Linked DNA regions of Rattus norvegicus: region 2 is linked to region 1. Evidence: chromatin contacts called from public Hi-C data. All regions are on one chromosome and are shown on one strand. The core of a region is the stretch at or near the end of the contact, and the rest is flanking DNA. Distances in the headings are between cores, read along the strand shown.

What was found. Hi-C and Micro-C count contacts between places; a contact is called where the count stands out from the background.
Region 2: a Hi-C map of frontal cortex shows a contact between it and region 1, with 3 times the contacts expected there. The contact joins the promoter of Rnf185 here to the enhancer-like site in region 1. A contact is called at or near these places in 3 of 12 Hi-C or Micro-C datasets (frontal cortex, liver and mammary epithelial cells).

The regions. Positions count from the first base shown.
Region 1 is chr14:82,489,269-82,493,029 of GRCr8, forward strand. All of the region lies in intron 2 of Limk2 (LIM domain kinase 2), which reads right to left. Among named protein-coding and RNA genes, the nearest start is that of Rpl7-ps1, 16 kb to the left of the region's middle. Within about 2 kb of position 1,888, at least 19 of the 93 cell types and tissues checked have an H3K27ac peak or open chromatin away from gene starts, as enhancers often do.
Region 2 is chr14:82,551,731-82,555,491 of GRCr8, forward strand. Rnf185 (ring finger protein 185) reads right to left here and starts at 1,736. Exons shown (of 7, transcript NM_001024271.1): 1 at 1,630-1,736. It overlaps LOC134481864 (a long non-coding RNA gene), which reads left to right and starts at 954. Exons shown (of 2, transcript XR_010057729.1): 1 at 954-1,246; 2 at 1,559-1,994.

The sequences.
Region 1 (3,761 bases), core at 638-3,137:
TGAATTCATGATCCGAGTGCTTTGGTGCTCAGAGTACAAGGCTGAAGCACCAGACCTGGCTTGGTTCTGGCATGTGCTTTTGAGACAAGGTCTTACTGTATAGTCTAGGCTGGCCTCAAGCTCACGGCACCCCTGAGGCAGCCTCTCAAGTGGCTGTTTATTTTTGAAGTAGGTAAAACAAGTAATTCATTTACTGAGTTATCTTCAAGAGCAAATAAGCAAATGTTTGTAAAATGGTCAGGACAGGATCTGGCATGGAGTGCTAATTTGTGGTTCCCAGACCTGTAACTAGATGCCACACCTAGATGGGGACAATTAATATGGCTTGGTACTTCAAAAGTACTGAGAGATGGCTCAGTGGTTAAGAGCACTGACTGCTCTTCCAGAGGTCCTGAGTTCAATTCCCAGCAACCACATGGTGGCTCACAACCATCTGTAATGGGATCTGATGCCCTCTTCTGATGTGTCTGAGGACAGATACAGTGTGCTTAGATATAATAAATAAATCTTTAAAAAGAAAAGAAGTACCTGTCGCCAGCCAACTGTTACCCTACAGTCTCTGCTTCTCTGTATGCTGCACCCTCTGGGCTCATGAACGGAGCAGACACAGCATGCTGCCCTATAGGGTGAGCACAGGCTCCCTCCCACTGGCATTAGCCCTTCCCCAGAGGGCAGGCACCGTCAAACGCTTCTGACAAGATACGGTTCAGTCTATGTGTGTCACCCTGAGAAAGGCAAGTCAGTCACCAGTGTCCTAGGGTGGTAGGTTCCCTTTGTTAAGGGAGGTAGGGACCAGACCCAATAGTAGCAGTTCAGCTCAGGGCTGTGGAAGATGGACACGGGTAGCATCTCTTTCTCCTAGGACCCTGCTTAACAGGCTAAACTCCTGTGATAAGAGGGAGCCACTGGGAAATGAAGGCTGGGTTGTGGTGATACATCGTGACAACAGCTATTCCAGAGGCCTAGACAGGAGGGCCTCAAACTTGAGGCTCGCCTGAGAAGCTCATGGAAGTGCCAACTTGGACAACTTGGTCTCAAGATAAAGTTCTGTAAGGACCAGGGTCGCAGCTCAGTTGGAAGAACGCGGCAAACTCTGGCTCAACCAGCACAGCATAAGCTAGGCATGGTGGTCCACGCCTGCTGTCTCAGCTCTCAGGTTGGGGGCAAAGCGGATCAGAACTTCAACCTCATCCTCAGCTCTATGCACAAGTTCAAAGCCAGCCTGGGATATGAGACGCTATTAAAAAGAGGGGGGGGGGGCAAGACAGCCAGGTGGGACAGCCAGGTCACCACTCACAGTCCCACAGGCTAACTCCAGCTGCGTTGAGCACGTGCTCTGGTTCTGCTCTTAGCCCCAAGAGGATCTAGGCCAGGAGCCTCAGAGAACAGCTCCAGATTTAGACTCAAAGAAAAGCAGGCCAAAGCCAGGCATGGTGGCACACACCTTTAATCTCAGCACCTGGGAAGCAGAGGCAGTCAGATCTCTGTGAATTTGAGGCCAAGTTGGTCTACAAAGTGAGTCCAGGACAACCAGGGCTGGTTACACTGAGAAACTCTGTCTGGAAAGAAAAGAGAAACAGGAAAAGGAAAAGGAAAAGGAAAAGAGAGAGAGAGAGAGAGAGAGAGAGAGAGAGAGAGAGAGAGAGAGAGAGAAGAAAAGCAGTTCAGAGGCACGCACAGTTTAAACAGAGCCCATGGGAAGGAGAGGAAAAGGAACAAGGGCTGGTCAGCCATGTGTGTGGCAGATCAGAGGAATCCTGGCCAAGTGTCAATGCCCTGAGCTACCTCCAGGGGACCTGTGAGTTGAACTCCACCCAACAGGCCCTGGTTCCAGTCTTAAGATGTCCTGGGCACAGGAGAACCAGGGAAGGCTTTCTGAGGTGGGACTGTAGACGTCATTCTAGATCACCATGGAACACAGTTAAGGAGGGGAGGGGTAGAGGTTGGACCAAATCCCAGCAGTCTGTTCATTCAAAATCTAGCCTCACCCAGGGAGAACAAAGGTGTTGAGGGGAGACATCTGCTTCCTTTTCTTTAACTTTGGCCCAGCTGGGAAGACCAGGGCTGGACGGAAGTCACGAAGAATGAACTTCTCTCAGCACAGAGGGAGGGAAGATCCTGCCTCCAGCCAGCCTGTACCAGATACTCTAAACTTCACCAGAACTGCAGGAGAACTGGGTGAAAAGATTGTAAAAGACTATTCGGGCTCCTTAGCCCCACATCCCCCTTAGCCCAGGTTGCCCCTGGGGTCAAACCAATAGCCCTTCCCAGCTCTGAAGAGCTTTCCCTGACTTGGGTTAAAGTGAAATTGGATCCAGAAGACCGGAAACCCTCCTCAGGGCAAATGAGCACCCTCTGTGGAAGGCCACCAGGGCACTGATTTCTACCATGAGAAAGTTCACAAGATGAGAGATGCTCTCCTTCAGGAGAGCTATCACAGAGCCGTCTAGGCAGAGCCGTCAGGAACCCACACTCTACCACCCCTCCCTTTCCCCGCCCCATCCCCATGGGCACGAGCTTTGATTTACAGCACCACAGTAGTTCAAAGATGCCATCCAGAAACTCCACAACCAGAGGTGTGAGTGTGTACCTGTAGGTGTGTAGATGCACGCTCTTCAGTGTTTGATCCAGTACTCCCGACAAGCCTGCGAGGTCATGTCCTTATCTTCATTTTAAAAGGGCAGAAGCCACCTAAGGCCACACAATACCTGAAAGGCTCTGCTGAGCCCTTGATCTCACTCTATAGCTTGCACCCACATGCTAACACGATTTACTTTTGTTTTGTTTTGTTTTTAAGACAGGGTTTCTCTGTGTAGCCGTGGCTGTCTTGGAACTCACTCTGTAGACTGGGCTGGCCTCAGAGATCCGACTGCCTCTGCCTTCCAAGTGCTGGGACTAAAGGTGTACACCATGGCTGCCACCACCACTGCCACCACCGCTGTTGCCACCAACTGCATACTTTTTTTTTCTTTTAAAGGCAGGGTACTGCTGTGTAGCTTAGGCTGGCTTCAAACTCAGAACCTTCCACCTCAGTTTTCTGGGAGCTGGAATGACAGGTATGCCACCCCACCCATACATTTCTCTTCACGCCCTCACAAGCAAACATCCGATCAAAACTGCAAAGGGTTCAGTTTGCAGGCCAGCTCTTGGCACCCACAGTGTGAGTGACCCTGAGCTGTCTTCTACTCCTCGGTGGGTGTGACGGGCAGTCTCTCCTAGTCATGAGAAGTAACAAGAACTAGCCAGGTGTGGCAGCACATAACCCTGGGTGTGCAGAGCCAGTTCTAGGACATCCAGGACTGCACAGAGAAACCCTGTCTGGAAGCCCCACACTTCCCACCAAAAAAAAGAAAAAACAACAATAAAAAAAAAAAACAAAAAAAAACAAACCCCACCAGGGCAGCTTTTCTACCCTGCCTTGCTGGTCTGAACAGAAAATAATGCTATGACTAGGAATGTGGCAGGAACACATTAGATTGTGTGGTCGATGCCAAAGCAAGGCTGACCTCAGCCATGAATGGAAAGGAAGTTCCTAAGACGTTACCTACAGGGCCGCTTAAGGCTCCAACAGCCACTGCTTCTATATGTACAACAGCCCAGGAGAAGCAGAGGGAGGAGAATCCAAGGCCATTGGAACCACAGGGAAAGCAAGAAGTCTGGGTTGAAGCTGAAAGGAGAGAAACCATTGGTGCCTCTCCAGCTTTCAGTGGCCCGATTTCTCTGGGCCCACCTCTACCTTGAACTTGGAGGGTGGAGGACAG
Region 2 (3,761 bases), core at 486-2,985, 62 kb after region 1:
ACATTTGGGAGGCTAAGGCAGGAAGACCATGAGTTTAAGGTCACCCTGGGCTACATATTGATACTCTGGAAAAGGGAGAGAGAGATGGAGGGAGTAAGAGGGAGAGAGAGAGAGAGAGACAGGGACAGAAACAGAGACACAGACACAGACAAGGCAAACAGAGACTGACCTAAATTGTCCTCAGCCTGGGCTGAGTGTCAGAGTGAGAGCCTGACTTAAAATAAAGTAAAAAAAAAAAAAATTAAACATGAAACAAAAAATTACTAACCAATGCAATGGATCCCGGTTTATTAATACGACATACATTTCAGATACTTTTTATCAGATGAGTCGTTCCAAAGTCCTTGAAAAGGATGGCAAATGTGACAACCAGGAAAAGATTACATAAGATCAAGTGTGCTGGCCTCACTGACAAGAGATAGAGACTAAGGAGGAGAGCTCAAGAAAGGCAAACAAAGAAATGTCACATTCAACAGGCATAATGGTACTAAGTAACGAGAGATGCTAGCACTCCAGACTGAAGCAGGAGGATCAGAAGTTCAAGGCCAATTTGAATTGCAAGAGGAGCTTGTGGACAGCCTGAGATCTTCGATATCCTGTCTCAGACCACAAAAGAAGTGTCACAAACATTCCGAAGAGAGAGTTATCCATGGAAAGATAGATTCACAATAAATACTCAGAATAAAAGACTTTCGAATTGGAAAGGACCACCTCCTGTATACTTTCTTTCACAAGGAGACAGTCAATCCTATCAGTGGTCACCTCTGATAAGTCTTCCGTTAAATTCTTATTACTATGTACACATTTGTCTTCCCCTAGAACCCACCTATTTAATCCTAGCTGTATCTCTTTCAGCTGCAAAGATTAAGCGGGAGCCCTCTTTGATATAACCCATCCACCCAATCCCCCCACCCCGCGCCAGCTTTTAAAGATAGTTATTCTCCTCCGGCGTTCTTTCCTAAGCTAGAAGTCTCAAAGATTCCAACGGGCTCCAGCTGCCTCGAATCGAATACCGCATTCACAGCGGGACAGCATTTCAGATGAAACACCAGTAGGTATAGGACTCCCGAGGAGAACATTCAAAAGAAGGTTTCCTAGGATCCAAACCCAGATTCGAAACAAGCTGTCGGGAAAGTCCAGGGCTGAAGAGCCCGCATCCCAGAGGATTTCAGAGCAGGCGCTGTTAAGGATCATGCTTTGAGAAGCAGTGCCCGGTTGGACAAGTGTGGAAACTAGGTTCAGTGAGGTAAAGGACTTGGCCTAGAACGCACAATTAGCAGCGAACTCAAGTCCAGGTCTCCTACGCTTCATCCCAAATCTGTTCACCAAGCTCCTCATCTCTCCACTCAACCAAATCACTAACTACCCACGTGAGACAGTCCCGCCCCCGAGGCTAAGAGGGAGTCAGGGCGAGCCCCTGCCTGGCAAGGAGCTTGAGCGCGCCCTTCCCTTTTCTTGGGCCCTAGTTTGCCCAATCTGTACCCAGGAATGCCAGTCTGATCTTTCTTCTGGGACCTGGACAGAGCCAGACTAGCTGTCTCCTGATCCTTGGTTTCAGGTGCCTCTGTCCCTGAGCCCCGGAAGGGGGTCCCACGCCTCCCGGGCCCGCCGTCCTAGCTCGTCACGTACCTGTCCCCGTAGAGCGAGCGCCAGCGACGCCACCAGTCCGTTCCCCTGTCCCACAGTGGACAAGCCAGTCTTAGAGACGCGTCAGTCAGGAAGATTGAACCTCCGAACCCTCCTACCCGGATCTTGATCACCTGACAAGGAGCCACCTCTATTAGAGCAACTTCCGGTTACAGCCGGAAAAGGCTGGTGTGGCAGCACTGCGTTCCGGCCCAGGCGCCGGGTTCTTAAGTTCCGCCCCGGGACAGGAAGGGGAGGGCTTTCGGCCTTTTCCCAGTGTTTCCTGGAGGAGGAAAAGTAGTTCAATGGGTGGCCTTGCTTGCTTCGCCTGCGTGAGGACTTGGGAATAAATGTGTGTTTGCACTCCAGTTAATCACATCATTCATTCGGGTGCTGGATCAGAACTTCAATATGGTTTTCAAAGCAGGCTTGGGATACGTGAGACCGTGTCGCAAAAAAATGGGCGGAAAGGGCTTCCTTCCTTGCTTTTAAAAAAAAAAAAGTCCTAGAGATACCAGCTTAGAATGCCTTGTATTAGAATGTAGGCAGTGGTTGTTCTGTTTTATTTAAAAAAAAAAAAAAGAGGCCAGGATATGTTTTGGTAGAGGCGCTGGTGAGGTGGGAAGGGTGCCTCAGCGGGCCCATCCTTAGGCATCTCTTCCCCGTGAGGCACCAGCCATACCACGGATATAGTTTGGAATAGTTAATTTAGGGCATGGGAAGTGGAGTTGGGAAGGGAGGAGGGAGAGAGAAGAGGCCGGGCAGGGACGCTTGGAGAGAGGGAGGGAGGGAGAGAGAAGGGGAGAAAGGGGCCAGGGAGAGAAGGAGCAAAGACTATGAAGGAGAGAAGGGGCGAACAGCCCCGTTTATAGTAAGCCAGGCACACCTGGCTGTTGCCAGGTAACTGTGGGCGGAGCCTAGAAGGAACGCTAACAGTGGTGATGAATGGGAATGGGTAAAACGACACAGCTCTCTTGAAGACTCTACTAGCCAAGTCCGTGAATTTTCAGTATCAAAATAATAAAGATAGTAAGAGTATAACTAACTGGAGCCCCGTGAGTTGGTTCAGCAGGTAAAGATGCTTGAGGCCAAACCTGTCAATTCTAGTTCAATCCCCAGAAACCCACCGGGGGGAAGGAGTCTGGCAAGTTATCACCTGACCTTCACATGTGTACAGATACACTTAATAAATACATCTTAATTTATTTTAAAACTATTTTATTTTAAAACTGATTAGATGAGCTTGTGACCAAAGAGGGATTTTTTTTTACAGTAGCAAGTGCATTTTTTTTATATTTAAAAAGTGACTAGAAAAATTGATGTTTTAACTTTCAATGTATAAAAAAAGTTAGTTCAGTGCAGGTGAATGCCTTTGCCGTGCAGCTGTGCTTTTTCGGGAGTGAGGGTGGGGGATACAGAGCAGGCACACCTCATTCTGTAGAACAAGAGGGATCTTCCATCCTGGCCTTGGACAAGCAGGAGTGGTAGCATCCCTGTGTGCAAGCTGAGGTGGGGCTGGCACACCAGCCTTAAAGTATCCTGCACCGGATGGCTTTCAGCTTGCTAGTGTGAAAGCCCAAAGGTGGCAGGTGAGCCTGCACCCTCTCTCCAGAGTTCATGACCTTATCAGTCTCTAGTTTTAGCTCCTCTGTGGAGGACCCAAGGGGACCGTCAGAGTACTCCTCTCCTTCTGTTCCTGGAAAAAGTAAGATTCTCTTGGGGGTTCTTTGGTATTATTTATACAAGAATTTAGAAGGGGCTAAAAGGAAGCCCAAGGATAACTTTGTTAGAGTTTGAGGAAAGCAATAAAGGCTAGTTGAAAACGCCAACAGCTGCCAGGAGATGGAGAAAAACTCACATCTTTTAAACTAGGCATGGGATAGAATTAGATTGCTTAATCGAGATATGGAAAAGGGCAGGTGGTGGCGGTGCATGCCTTTGATCCCAGCACTCAGAAGGCAGAGGTAGGCAGATCTTTGTGAGTTTGAGGCTAGCCTGGTCTACAGAGCAAATTCAAGACAGCAAGTTCTACACAGAGAAACCCAGTCTCAAAAAAAACCAAAAGAGAGGGTAGAAGGGAGGGACGGAAGGAGGGAGGGAGGGAAAGAGAGAGAGTGTGTGAGAAAGAGAGTGTA